Regions from separate parts of the Sus scrofa genome. Here regions 1 and 3 are each linked to region 2. A link is a contact called in public targeted proximity ligation data. All regions are on one chromosome and are shown on one strand. The core of a region is the stretch at or near the end of the contact, and the rest is flanking DNA. Distances in the headings are between cores, read along the strand shown. Region 1 overlaps FOXRED2 (FAD dependent oxidoreductase domain containing 2). Region 2 overlaps NCF4 (neutrophil cytosol factor 4). Region 3 has its middle 11 kb from the start of CYTH4.

Region 1 (3,428 bases), core at 828-3,327, 360 kb before region 2:
GTCGAGGCTGTTACAGCGTTGGTTTTAGAGTGCTGGCTGCACCCCTTAGGAAGATGAGGCTGGGCTCCACTTGTTAAAACACTCCAGGGGCAGGCAGGATCCTGGCTGCCCTGGAGAGCAGACTGGAAGGAAAAGCAATCTCTGGACACTCGATGGGGACGGAACCGAGGCCGGCCTGGTGCTCCGGGCCCGTGTATTTTTAGACAAGTAGTCTGGCAGGGCAGGCGGCTCCCTTCCTTCTGGTAGAAGACGCCTTCTCTGGACCACAGGAGGGGAGATTACCGCATGGCCATCGCTCAGTCCTTACGTGTCCTCCGTGTGGCTTTGCTGTGGTCACTGCGATGACGGAGTGGTCTTTGGCAATCGTGTCGGTGGGAGCGTGGAACCTTGAGGAAAGGGGAGGGCTGACCGTGGGCCTGGGTGGGAGAAGCCTGGCCGTCAGAGCTCCTCCTTGTTGCTGTCCAAGGCCTGGACTGGAGGCCCTGGAGCCAGAGTGTAGCCTCCCGGCCCATGGTCATCAGGCTGCTGGCTGCTGTCCTGCCAGGGCCAGCCCTCAGCGGCATAGTCCTGCAGGAGCCCGCTCTCCACTCCGTGCCGTCGCAGGCTCTCGGTCCCCACCAGGCCCTGTGTTCTCAGGTACCCCTGCTGGCAGAAGGGCGGCAGCTTCTGGCGAGTTAGGGCAAACAGGAAGCAGGACTCTACACAAAAGCAAAAGGAGAAGGGCTGAGAGGTGTGGGGAGGGGGCGGGGGAGGGACTGATGATGCTCTGGGGGCCTCACCTGGTACCTTCCCTCTCTTGAGCCTGGAAGCTGACTTTGCTGGGTAGCTCCCATCTGACTTGGGTAGCTGTGGATTTCGTCCCTTCCTGAGGTTTCAAGAATAGGAGGCTGCCTCCACATTTTGGAACAACAAGGCTCCAAAGGAAAGCAAACCAAAGAGGCAGATCAGCATCCAGAGATGGGGACCTCGCATGATGCTGTGTGAAGAGCCAGCTGCGGTGGGAGCTCAGGCACTCAGGGGCTGCCCCTCAGCTTTCTCTTGTGGAAGCTGGCCCCGTGGGTGGGGAACTCATGGTCTGCCCTGCTCTGAGCTCAGAGTTCCCTGCAGAGCAATATCTGAGTTGCAAATACCGAGTGTAAAGCACTTCCAAGCAAAGTAGAGGAGTTCCCGTTGCGGCTCAGTGGAAATGAATCCATGAGGATGTAGCCATCTGTGAGGATGCAGGTTTGAGCCCTACGTGGGTTAAGAATCCAGCACTGATGGAATTCCATCGTGATTCAGCAGAAATGAATCTGACTAGCATCCAAGAGGACGCAGGTTCAATCCCTGGCCTCGCTCAGTGGGTTAAGGATCCGGCATTGCCATGAGCTGTGGTGTAGGTCACAGACGTGGCTTGGATCTGGCATTGCTATGGCTGTGGGGTAGGCCGGCAGCTGTAGCTCTGATTCGATCCCTAGCCTGGGAACCTCCATATGCCATGGGTGTGGCTCTGAAAGAAAAGAAAAGGAAAAAAAAAAAAAAAAAGAATCCAGCCCTTCTGCAAGCTGTGGTGTAGGTCCCAGATGTGGCTTAGATCCAGTGTTGCCATGGCTGTGGTGTAGGCTGACAGCTGCAGCTCTGATTGGACCCCTAGCCTGGAAAATTTCCATGTGCTGCAGGTGCGGCCATAAAAATAAATAAATAAGTAAATACTGCAGAGAATGTAAAGATAAAACCGGTAAACCCTCATCTTTGCCACAGCAGGAAGTTGGTGTGCAGGTTAATCTGATTAATGACGAAAGAGCTGTGGATATGTATCATTTAGAAATACGTGGAAGTTCCCTTGTGGTGTAGTGGTTAAGGATCCGGCATTGCCATGGGTGCAGCGAGAGAGAGAGAGAGAGAGAGAGAGAGAGAGAGAGAGAGAGAGAGAGAGAGGAAGGAAGGAAGGAAGGAAGGAAGGAAGGAAGGAAGGAAGGAAGGAAGGAAGGACAAGACAAGACAAGACAAGACAAGACAAGACAAGACAAGACAAGACAACCAGAAGAGCTAGAAGTCGTTCTTTCTAGGGGATGGAAAAGGAAGTGGGGAAAAGCCTTTTGGCGAAGTATTTACACAACTTTTGATTTAAAAAGCAGAAGGGGAGTTCCCATCGTGGCGCAGTGGTTAACAATCCAACTAGGAACCATGAGGTTGCGGGTTCGGTCCCTGCCCTTGCTCAGTGGGTTAATGATCCGGCGTTGCCGTGAGCTGTGGTGTAGGTTGCAGACGGGGCTCGGATCCCACGTTGCTGTGGCTCTGACGTAGGCCAAAGACTACAGCTCCGATTAGACCCCTAGCCTGGGAACCTCCATATGCCGTGGGTGCGGTCCAAGAAATAGCAAAAAGACAAAAAAAAAAAAAAAAAAAAAAAAAAAAAAAGCAGAAGGGATGAAACTGATATGGGCTCAGCCTTCTGAGGGATTTAGAGACTGGATGGGAAGATGTCGTGTCTGAAAGCCAACTGGAGTCTTTTTCTCAGTGACCAGGGTACCTTACAGAGGATGTTGCAAGGCTCATGTAAGTGAACAGGCTGTGATACACGAATTTATTTCCAAATTTACCTCTTACAGCACAGAGGGCCCCTGGCAGAATGGGCTGTGACCACCCCCTCTGAACTGGGAAGACAGCAGGTGTGGGAGAGAACAGAGGAGGGGCAGTGAGGTGGCCTCTGGGTAAGCAGCCCTCCTATGACGCATGCCACCCCTTCTGCAGGGCAGAGAAGCCCAGCAGTTCTGGCCAGAACTAGCAACTGCACACCTGCCAAGGAGGTGAAGGGAAGCCCACCGTCTGCCAGCTGGCCCTTTGTGGGAGGATTCTTGCAAGTTCAAGGCAGTGACACTTAGTGGCTTGTACTGCTGGGGATATTTAGGGCGTGGGAGCCAGGAGGCTAAAGAGCTGTGATGATGTAGTTATGGGATCCCTAACTCAGGGAAGGAAAACATTCCCTAACAGGCTCTCGCATCTCTATGCACCCTTGAAACCTTGACAAACAGGCAGGGGTTTCATAGCTGAGGTCTTCAGACCTACAACGTGGAGTTTCACGTCTAAGTGTAGGGTCAGAGTGGATATCTGCAGAATGTACCTCAAAGCTGCTTAGCTCTGCTCTATGAATTTCCTCTGTGTGCGCATCTACATACATTTAGCCTATTACCTTAAAACTATTGGTTTTTTGGTGGGTTTTTTTTTTGGCTGTGCCCACGGCATATGGAAGTTCCTGGGCCAAGGATTGAACCCTCACCAGAGCAGTGACCCAAGCTGCTGCAGTGACAACGCCAGATCCTTAACCTGCTGCACCAAAAGAGGACTCAAACTATTGTTTTAAGGCATCTCCCTCATATATACATTTTTGTTTCAAAGTGGACTGAGGGATGAAAGGACACTAGCTCTCTGACCTACAGGCCAAGGAC
Region 2 (3,656 bases), core at 935-3,434:
CGTTGCTTGTGGCGTTGGAGCAGGCTGACGGCTGCAGCTCTGATTCAACCCCTAGTCTGGGAACCTCCATATGCTGCAGGTGTAGCCCTAAAAAAAAAAAAAAGAATGGCTCTCAAGAGCCACAGAGGAGGGTGCTGCTAGGGGCTAGGGGGCTGGGGTGAGGTTGTCCCATCCACTTCCACCCAACTCGGTGGACGCTGGACCCCGCACACACACCTGAACCTTCAGGAAACAGCTGCTGCTTGAGGCTGGGAGCACTTCCTCTTTCTCAAGGCACGTGGGTCAGAGGCAGGAGGCCCAGAGCCGGCCCACCAGCCTGTGTGTCCCCTGGCTCAGCACCCCCGCCTCCCCGCAGGCAGCCAGGCTCTCCCCATGCGGCCCACAGCACGGCCCACCCACTTGCTGGACTGCAGACTGAGGGAGCAGCCTTAGGTTGGGCTCCTACATTGTGCCAGAACTGTTCTGGGCGCTGGGGATGCCGCAGGGAACGGGGGTCCCGCTCTCGTGGGAATCCCTTGTAACTTCCTCCTTCTTGCCTGGCTGGGGCCTTTGCACTGGCCTCTCTCCCTTGCCCCCTGTCCTGAGGCCAACTCTTAATTGCTTCACCCACGGACCACCTGGCACCCCTTCTTCTGGGAAGCCCTCCCTGACCAGCCTCGGTCTGAGGGAGCCTTGCCCCTCTGTATACACAGCAGCCCCGCTTCTCTCTCTGATAAACGTTGCCCCACGTTCGAAGCGTCCACTTGCCAAACCCTCTTGCCCAACGCACAGCCGATTCCATGAGGGACTGTCAAGCGGCCGGGCTCCTGCTGGCGCTCAAAACATCAGAGGCTTTTTCTTCACCACATCTGTGACCATGGAGATTATACAATTGCCGGACGCCTCCACTCGACCACGAGACCCAGGAAAGCGGAGGCCACGTCCTCATGTTCTTAGAATAGTGTCTGAGCTACAGTAGGTGCTGTAGCAGCTGTAGTAGGGTGTGGGGTGTGGGGTTCTTATGATGTAATTACTGTCATTATTATCATTGCCATTTCAGATGGGGAGACCGAGGCTGGGAGGGGCCGGGATATATCTGACCTCGTGCAGCAGGCTGTTGGGAGCTTCAAAGCAGGGCCCGTGCAGCCGTGTTCAGGACTAGAATTCTGGAGCCATATTCTGGCTTCTCGACTTCTTTGGGCAAGTTTGTTAACCTCTCTGAGCCTCCGTTTCCTTGTCTGGAAAAAAACATGACACTCTCGGAAGGGCACCTGGTGCTGGGGCGCTCAGGAAGTCGTTAGCTGAAGTTAGCTATTATTGCCCAGCCCTCCCGAGTCCCCGCTCAGGGCCATTTCTAGCTCTCCGGTTCCTTCCTGCCCCATCCCCAGCCAGCTGCAGGTGAAATCCCCCTAAAATGCACAGTCTTGGGGGAGAAAGTGGAGGAGGAAGCTTCCCCCAAGGGTGTAACCCCGGAACCGTGTGTGGAAAGTGAGTGGCGAGGTTGCCAGAAGCCACCGAGTTGCTCTGGGAGCAATGGGGCTTTCCTCTCCCTGCCCGCTGCCACCCTGAGTCACCTCTCAGCCAGCCCTCCAGAGTCCTGACGTGGCCCAAGAGCCCTGGCAGCCCAGATCACATGGGGACTGGCAGGGCCTGGGACTGGGGGTGTAGCCTTTGAAATCGATATTACGGCCGGCGCTGAGGTTCAGATGTGGCAGGCCCCGCCCCCACTCCCACCCTGTTTCCCAGTTGCTGCAACAGTAAAGTCATGTTTGCTTTCCTTGTTTCCTCATCCGGCCACAAGCGGCTGGATTCCGCAACCCCTAAGCTGCGCCTTCCCCATCTCCTTGGTAGTTTCCCTTCCCGCATGTGTCCCTCTCAGCCCCCTCCTCTGCTCATTCTGATTGCTCTTCTTTGGGGGGGGGTCCTTAACTACCAGTCACAGGGCATATGGTTGGTTCTTACCCTCCCACGAGCTGAGCAACCCCCCCAATCCTTGCTGAACTCCAGAGACACACTGCTTTTGCTGGACTTCAGCCTGGGTACCCAAGAGGCCCCTCAAATTAGCATCCCCAAATGGAGTCCCTCAGCTGGGCTCCCCTCCCACCCATCCTGGTCAGAATATGGGTAACATGTGGGTGTCAGTCTTGACACTGCCCTTTCTTTCACCTCTGCATCCAAACAGTCCCCAAACCCTACTGGCCGTAACTCTAGAGTGACTCACAGATCAGTAATGTGTCTGTCAGAAATGCATAAGGCCGCAGACAGAAGAGGAACTGAGAGTGGCTGAAACAGGCGTTTATGCTTTCACATAACAAGAAGTCCAGAGGTCGGCCACAGCTGTTTTGCGGCTCTCTGACTTCAAGACCAGCATCCCAGAGTCCTGTGAGCCTTCTCATGATATGCCTCCTGGATGCAATATGGCTGCTGCAGGTCCGAAGTCACACCTGCTTTCCAGGGAGGCAGAAGGGAAAGGGGGAGGAGACCATGATGGCCTTGTCCATCCCTCTGGATCAGGAGAGCAAGCACAGTCCCAGAGGGTCTTACGGCAGAGTTCCTCTTATGAACTGGTCACGTGGCTGCTCCTAGCTGCACGGAAGGCTGGGAAACAGCAATGGGATAATTATGTTTGGCTCAGACCAATAGTGATCTGTCACCACGGGGCTGGACCTTGTCACCCTGAAAAGAATTGGAGCTTGATTAGCAAGAAGCAGCAGCTCACACGAAAATGGAACAGTGTCTGCCAAGGGCGATGTCCCTTGTGTCTGTCCTCTCCTGTCCCCGCTGTCTGGCCCGGGTCCGCATCAGCTCTCGGCTGGACCACTTCAGGGCCTCCCAATGGGGCCCTGTCCCTTCAGTCTCTGCCCTCCTGTTCCTCTCCACTCAGCTGCCCGAGTTGGTCTCCTTAAGCCAAGATCCTGTTGTGTTTTCACTCTCTTCTGAACACTTATGTGGATCCCTATTGCCTGTAAAATTCCTGAGCTCGGCACTGGAGACCCTCCTCAGCCTGGCCTCAGCCACCTATTCAGTCTCTGATCACAACAGACTCCAGCCAACACTAGACCTGGGCCTCAGACCCTTGGCACATTCTGTTCCCTCTGCCCGGAAGGCCCTTCCTCCATCCTACCTAATGGACTCCTATTTAGTCCATCTAGATCTGGCCCAAAGGTCACCTCCTCTGTGAGGGTTTCCCCGACCAGGGCGTAATGAGCCCTTCTCCCTGGGAGGCGTGTGTCAACTTCCTTTACACCTGTGACCCAGGGCCTAGAACAGGCTCTGGTATGTTAGGGGTGCCGGATGCCCTGTTTCCGGATGAATAAAACAGTTGCAAAGCGATTTGCTGGACTCTAATACGGCTGTTGATATGTGGCCCTGTCTCCAAATGCCTTGGATCTCAAGGTCAGGTCTGTAGCGGGATCTGGCACAGGTGGGTGTTGAAGGGGAAGTTGCAGATACATTGGTTCACTCGGCACGGGGTCTCATATCCAGGGGCCACCAAACACAGCAGAGGTGATACCAGGATTTGATTTCTCTTCTCCTCCTGCCTCCCTCAGCGACTTCGCCCAGCTTCCTGACGACATTGCCGTCTCAGCCAACATCGCGGACATCGAGGAGAAGAGAGGCTTCACCAGCCACTTTGTAAGAGAGACCCGTCAGCCTTCGCCTCTGACCTCTGAACC
Region 3 (3,729 bases), core at 422-2,921, 360 kb after region 2:
ATAGGTGTGCCCCCCCCCAAAAAAAAGACACACATATAAAAAAAGAAGAGTATTGGGGAAATAACAATTAAAACAAGACAAAAAAAACCAAAAAAAAAAAAAGAAGAAGGGAACTAAACTGATGCCCAGGGTCCCACTTGGATGACTGGGGGGGTGCCAAGTGCTGAGCTGGAGAAGCCTGAGGGACCAGCTGGGGACCCACCGAGTTGATGAGACACCGATGGTGCTGTCGGGTAGGAAACTGGAGGTGTCAGTCAGGAATCGGAACGGAGCTGCGGGCGCAAGTGTCCCTTTGAGGACGTGGGTCCTGAGCAATATGGAAAGAGATATGGGGACAGGCCCTGGAGGAAGCCAGGCCTCCTACACGCCACCCTATCTGTGGCCCCAGGGCCCAGCGCGCCGTTTGGCCCGAGGAAGAGCAGCAGGTGGTATTTTCCAAAGGTGGCGGCACCAACCTCTCCCATCCCACATGCTCTTCCTACGAAGGGACCCTGTGACAGAGGTGACACTAAGAGACTTCTGAGGCCAGGTTGTAAAAGTCAGCTGTTCCCACCGGGCTTTCTCTCGGCCCACGTACCATGGCTTCCTAGGCTGCAGGCTACCTGGTCGCTGCCATGCTGGAGGGGCCACGTGGAGAGGCCACAGGCAGATGCCAAGGTCCAGAGGTTCAAGCCCCCAGACCTGCTACCAAAGATGCAAGAGAACGAGCCTGCAGAGGTCCCAGGCCCAGTCTTGGGCCACCCCGGTTGACAGCAAGTGGAGTCGAGACCAGCTATTCCCACTGAGCCCTGCCTAATTGAGCCCTGCCTAGACTGAAGCTTTGCAGGCAAAATAGATGTGGTTGAGATCCACTAAGAAGCTGGGGGTGGTTTGTTAAGAGCAGAACAGACATGCACATCATAAGTATGTGTTGAATGAACATTTCAGGACATGCAGAGAAAGGGGAGCCTGCAGAGGAGACCTCGAAGTGGTCAGGAGGGCGGAAGGAATCAGAGAGTGTGAGTGAGTGGCCCAAGGGTACACAGCAGGCTGGTGGCCAAAACTTTAAGTCTGGTCTCCCCTGACCACTCTACTTGGATTTTGCCTGAGGGTTTTTTGGGGTTTTGTTTTGTTTTGTTTTGACGTTTTAGGTCCGCACCCACGGCATGTGGAAGTTCCCAGGCTAGGGGTTCGAATAGGAGCTACAGCTGCCGGCTTATGTCACAGCCACAGCAATGCGGGTATGAAGCTGCGACTGCAACCTACACCACAGCTCACGGCACTGCCAGATCCCTGACCCACTGAGCGAGGCCAGGGTTCGAACCTGCATCCTCATGGATACTAGATTCCATGGCACCAGATGGGAACTCCCTGAGATTTTTATTCTATCTTCCTTCCTTCTTCCCTTCCTTCCTTTCCTCTTTTTTTTTTTTCCTTTCTTTCTTTTATAATGAGAATCTGTATGTCCCAGACTATCGCCCATATATATGAGAAGCTAAGAATATGGAAGTAGAAGAATCAGGACGGGGAGAAAATATGCCTAAGGATGCTGCAGCTGAGCTTCAGATTTGCCTGAGCTTCCTGGCAGCTGGAGTAAAAAGGGAAACAGGGCAAGTTATTCAGTTCTCCTTACTGGAAAAGGGGAAACAGGCCAGTACCATGGTCAGATGCATTTTCCTAATACCACGCTGGAGGAAATCTCTCATATGTTCCTGATGTAAGGAGCGCTGGATGATATCACGCCTTCAGTAGAAAACACAGAAGTGGTTTCTTGATTTCTTGTCACAACTTCTTTGCTAAAGGCTGACTCCAGAGCTCTGAAGCCCCACGTATGTTCTGACACCGTTGCAGAGAAAGGGGGACAATATCTCCCTTGCTGGGGTCACAGGCCTCTGAGAATTGACTTAAAATAATGATTTCAGGGAGTTCCCATTGTGGCTCAATGGAAGTAAATCCGACTAGTATCCATGAGCACAAGGGTTCGATCTCCGGCCTCTCATAGTGGGTTAAGGATCCAGCGTTGCCGTGAGCTTGGTGTAAATCGCAGCTGCAGCTCGGATCTGGCGTTGCTGTGGCTGTGGTGAAGGCAGCTATAGCTCTGATTCTGCCCCTAGCCTGGGAATTTCCATATGCTGCAAGTGTGGCCCTAAAAAGCAAAAATAAAATAAAATAGAATAAAATAGAATAAAATAAAATAAAATAAAATAAAATAAAATAAAATAAAATAAAATAAAATAAAATAAAATAAAATAAAATAATAAAGTAATGATTTCAGGTCCCTGCATCAGAGGATGGACTCAGGATCTTGCCGTTTGTATCTTAATAGGCTCCCAGGGGGGCCCTCCAGGTTTAGGGGGGGTCCCCTGCCTAAGAGAATCTTTCCTAAATCCCAAGGAAACAGACACTAAACAAGGGCTTACTGTCTGCCAGGGCCTGGAACACTTTGGAACCATAAGCCTTGGAGAGACTGACAAGGGACCAACGGCTGCTCCACTGAGGCCACTCCACTCCAGGCCGGACACTTGACCGCCACGCCCTCTAATCCTCACGTGCCCTCCGAACTATCCCCACTTTACAGATGAGAATGCTGAGTCCAGGAGGCTGCGGCCATAGGTGGAGGCACCGAGGTTCAAAGCCAGAACCCGCTGAACTACAGGCTGACACCAGCAAGAGGCTGATGCTCGCAGGTGAAACACACAACAGCCTTGACAACACAGCTTGAACCTCACTGGTGATAGTGTCACATTCATTCCTTCCAAGAAGCATGCACTGAATACCTGCTGCAGGACAAGCCTGTGCTCTGTGCCTCCCTTCGAAGCAGCAGGGAACCAAACCAACCCAGTGCATTAACTTATATGCTAACTGCATTTCCTTATTTTCTGCCTTTTTTTTTTTCTTTTTAGGGCTGCACCTGAGCATATGGAAGTTCCCAGTCTGGGGGTCGAATCGGAGCTGCAGCTGCCAGCCTATACCACAGCCACAGCAACCTGGGACCTAAGCCGCCTCTTCGACCTACTCTAGAGCTCACAGCAACACTGGATTCTTAACCCACTGAGTGAGGCCAGGGATTGAACCTGTGTCCTCATGGATACTAGATGGGTTTGTTACCACTGAACCATGACGGGAGCTCCCTTTCTGCATTCTTGAGACTCTGGCATCTGGGGCTTGACTGCTGGGAAGGGGCTGCCCCCCACCCCCACCAGAGTTATCCAGAGCTGGTAAATGAAGGTGGCTGTTGAAGTTCCCGTCGTGGCTCAGTGGTTAACAAACCCGACAGGTATCCATGAGGACTCGAGTTCAATCCCTGGCCTCGCTCAGTGGGTTAAGGATCCAGCATTGCCGTGAGCTGTGGTGTAGGTCGCAGACATGGCTCAGATCCCGAGTTGCTGTGGCTGTGGTGTAGGCTGGCAGCTGCAGCTCCAAATCGACCGCTCGCCTGGGAACCTCCATATGCTGTATGTGTGGCCCTTAAAAAAAGAAGGTGGCTGCAAGCATGAATTCCAAACCCACCAATCTTGAGCCCATATCCCTACTTGCTTCCTCTCTCTGGCTTATATTCCAGCAGGCAATAGTCATTTCTAAACAACTGGGAGCCACCCTATTGCCCAGAGCCAGCCAAGATTATTCCAATGAGCCAATCCCAAGCCTGCTCAGTGCTTACCTTGCCTCGCCCATCCCTTCCCCAGAAAACCACAGTAAAGGCTCTTGTCCATGCCCTCCCCTCACTCTTCTGCCTCCTGGCTGGCCCTG

Evidence for each region.
Region 1: a targeted proximity ligation map of alveolar macrophages shows a contact between it and region 2. A contact is called at or near these places in 1 of 47 Hi-C or Micro-C datasets (embryonic fibroblasts) and 1 of 2 datasets of targeted methods (alveolar macrophages).
Region 3: a contact with region 2 is called in a targeted proximity ligation map of alveolar macrophages. A contact is called at or near these places in 1 of 47 Hi-C or Micro-C datasets (retroperitoneal adipose tissue) and 1 of 2 datasets of targeted methods (alveolar macrophages).

Annotation. Positions count from the first base shown.
Region 1 is chr5:11,248,085-11,251,512 of Sscrofa11.1, reverse strand. It overlaps FOXRED2 (FAD dependent oxidoreductase domain containing 2), which reads right to left. Exons shown (of 8, transcript NM_001244741.1): 8 at 439-698. The coding sequence ends at 439. Among named protein-coding and RNA genes, the nearest start is that of TXN2, 15 kb to the left of the region's middle.
Region 2 is chr5:10,892,814-10,896,469 of Sscrofa11.1, reverse strand. NCF4 (neutrophil cytosol factor 4) reads left to right here. Exons shown (of 12, transcript XM_021091535.1): 4 at 3,531-3,615. Among named protein-coding and RNA genes, the nearest start is that of CSF2RB, 54 kb to the right of the region's middle.
Region 3 is chr5:10,530,988-10,534,716 of Sscrofa11.1, reverse strand. No RefSeq gene overlaps it. Among named protein-coding and RNA genes, the nearest start is that of CYTH4, 11 kb to the right of the region's middle.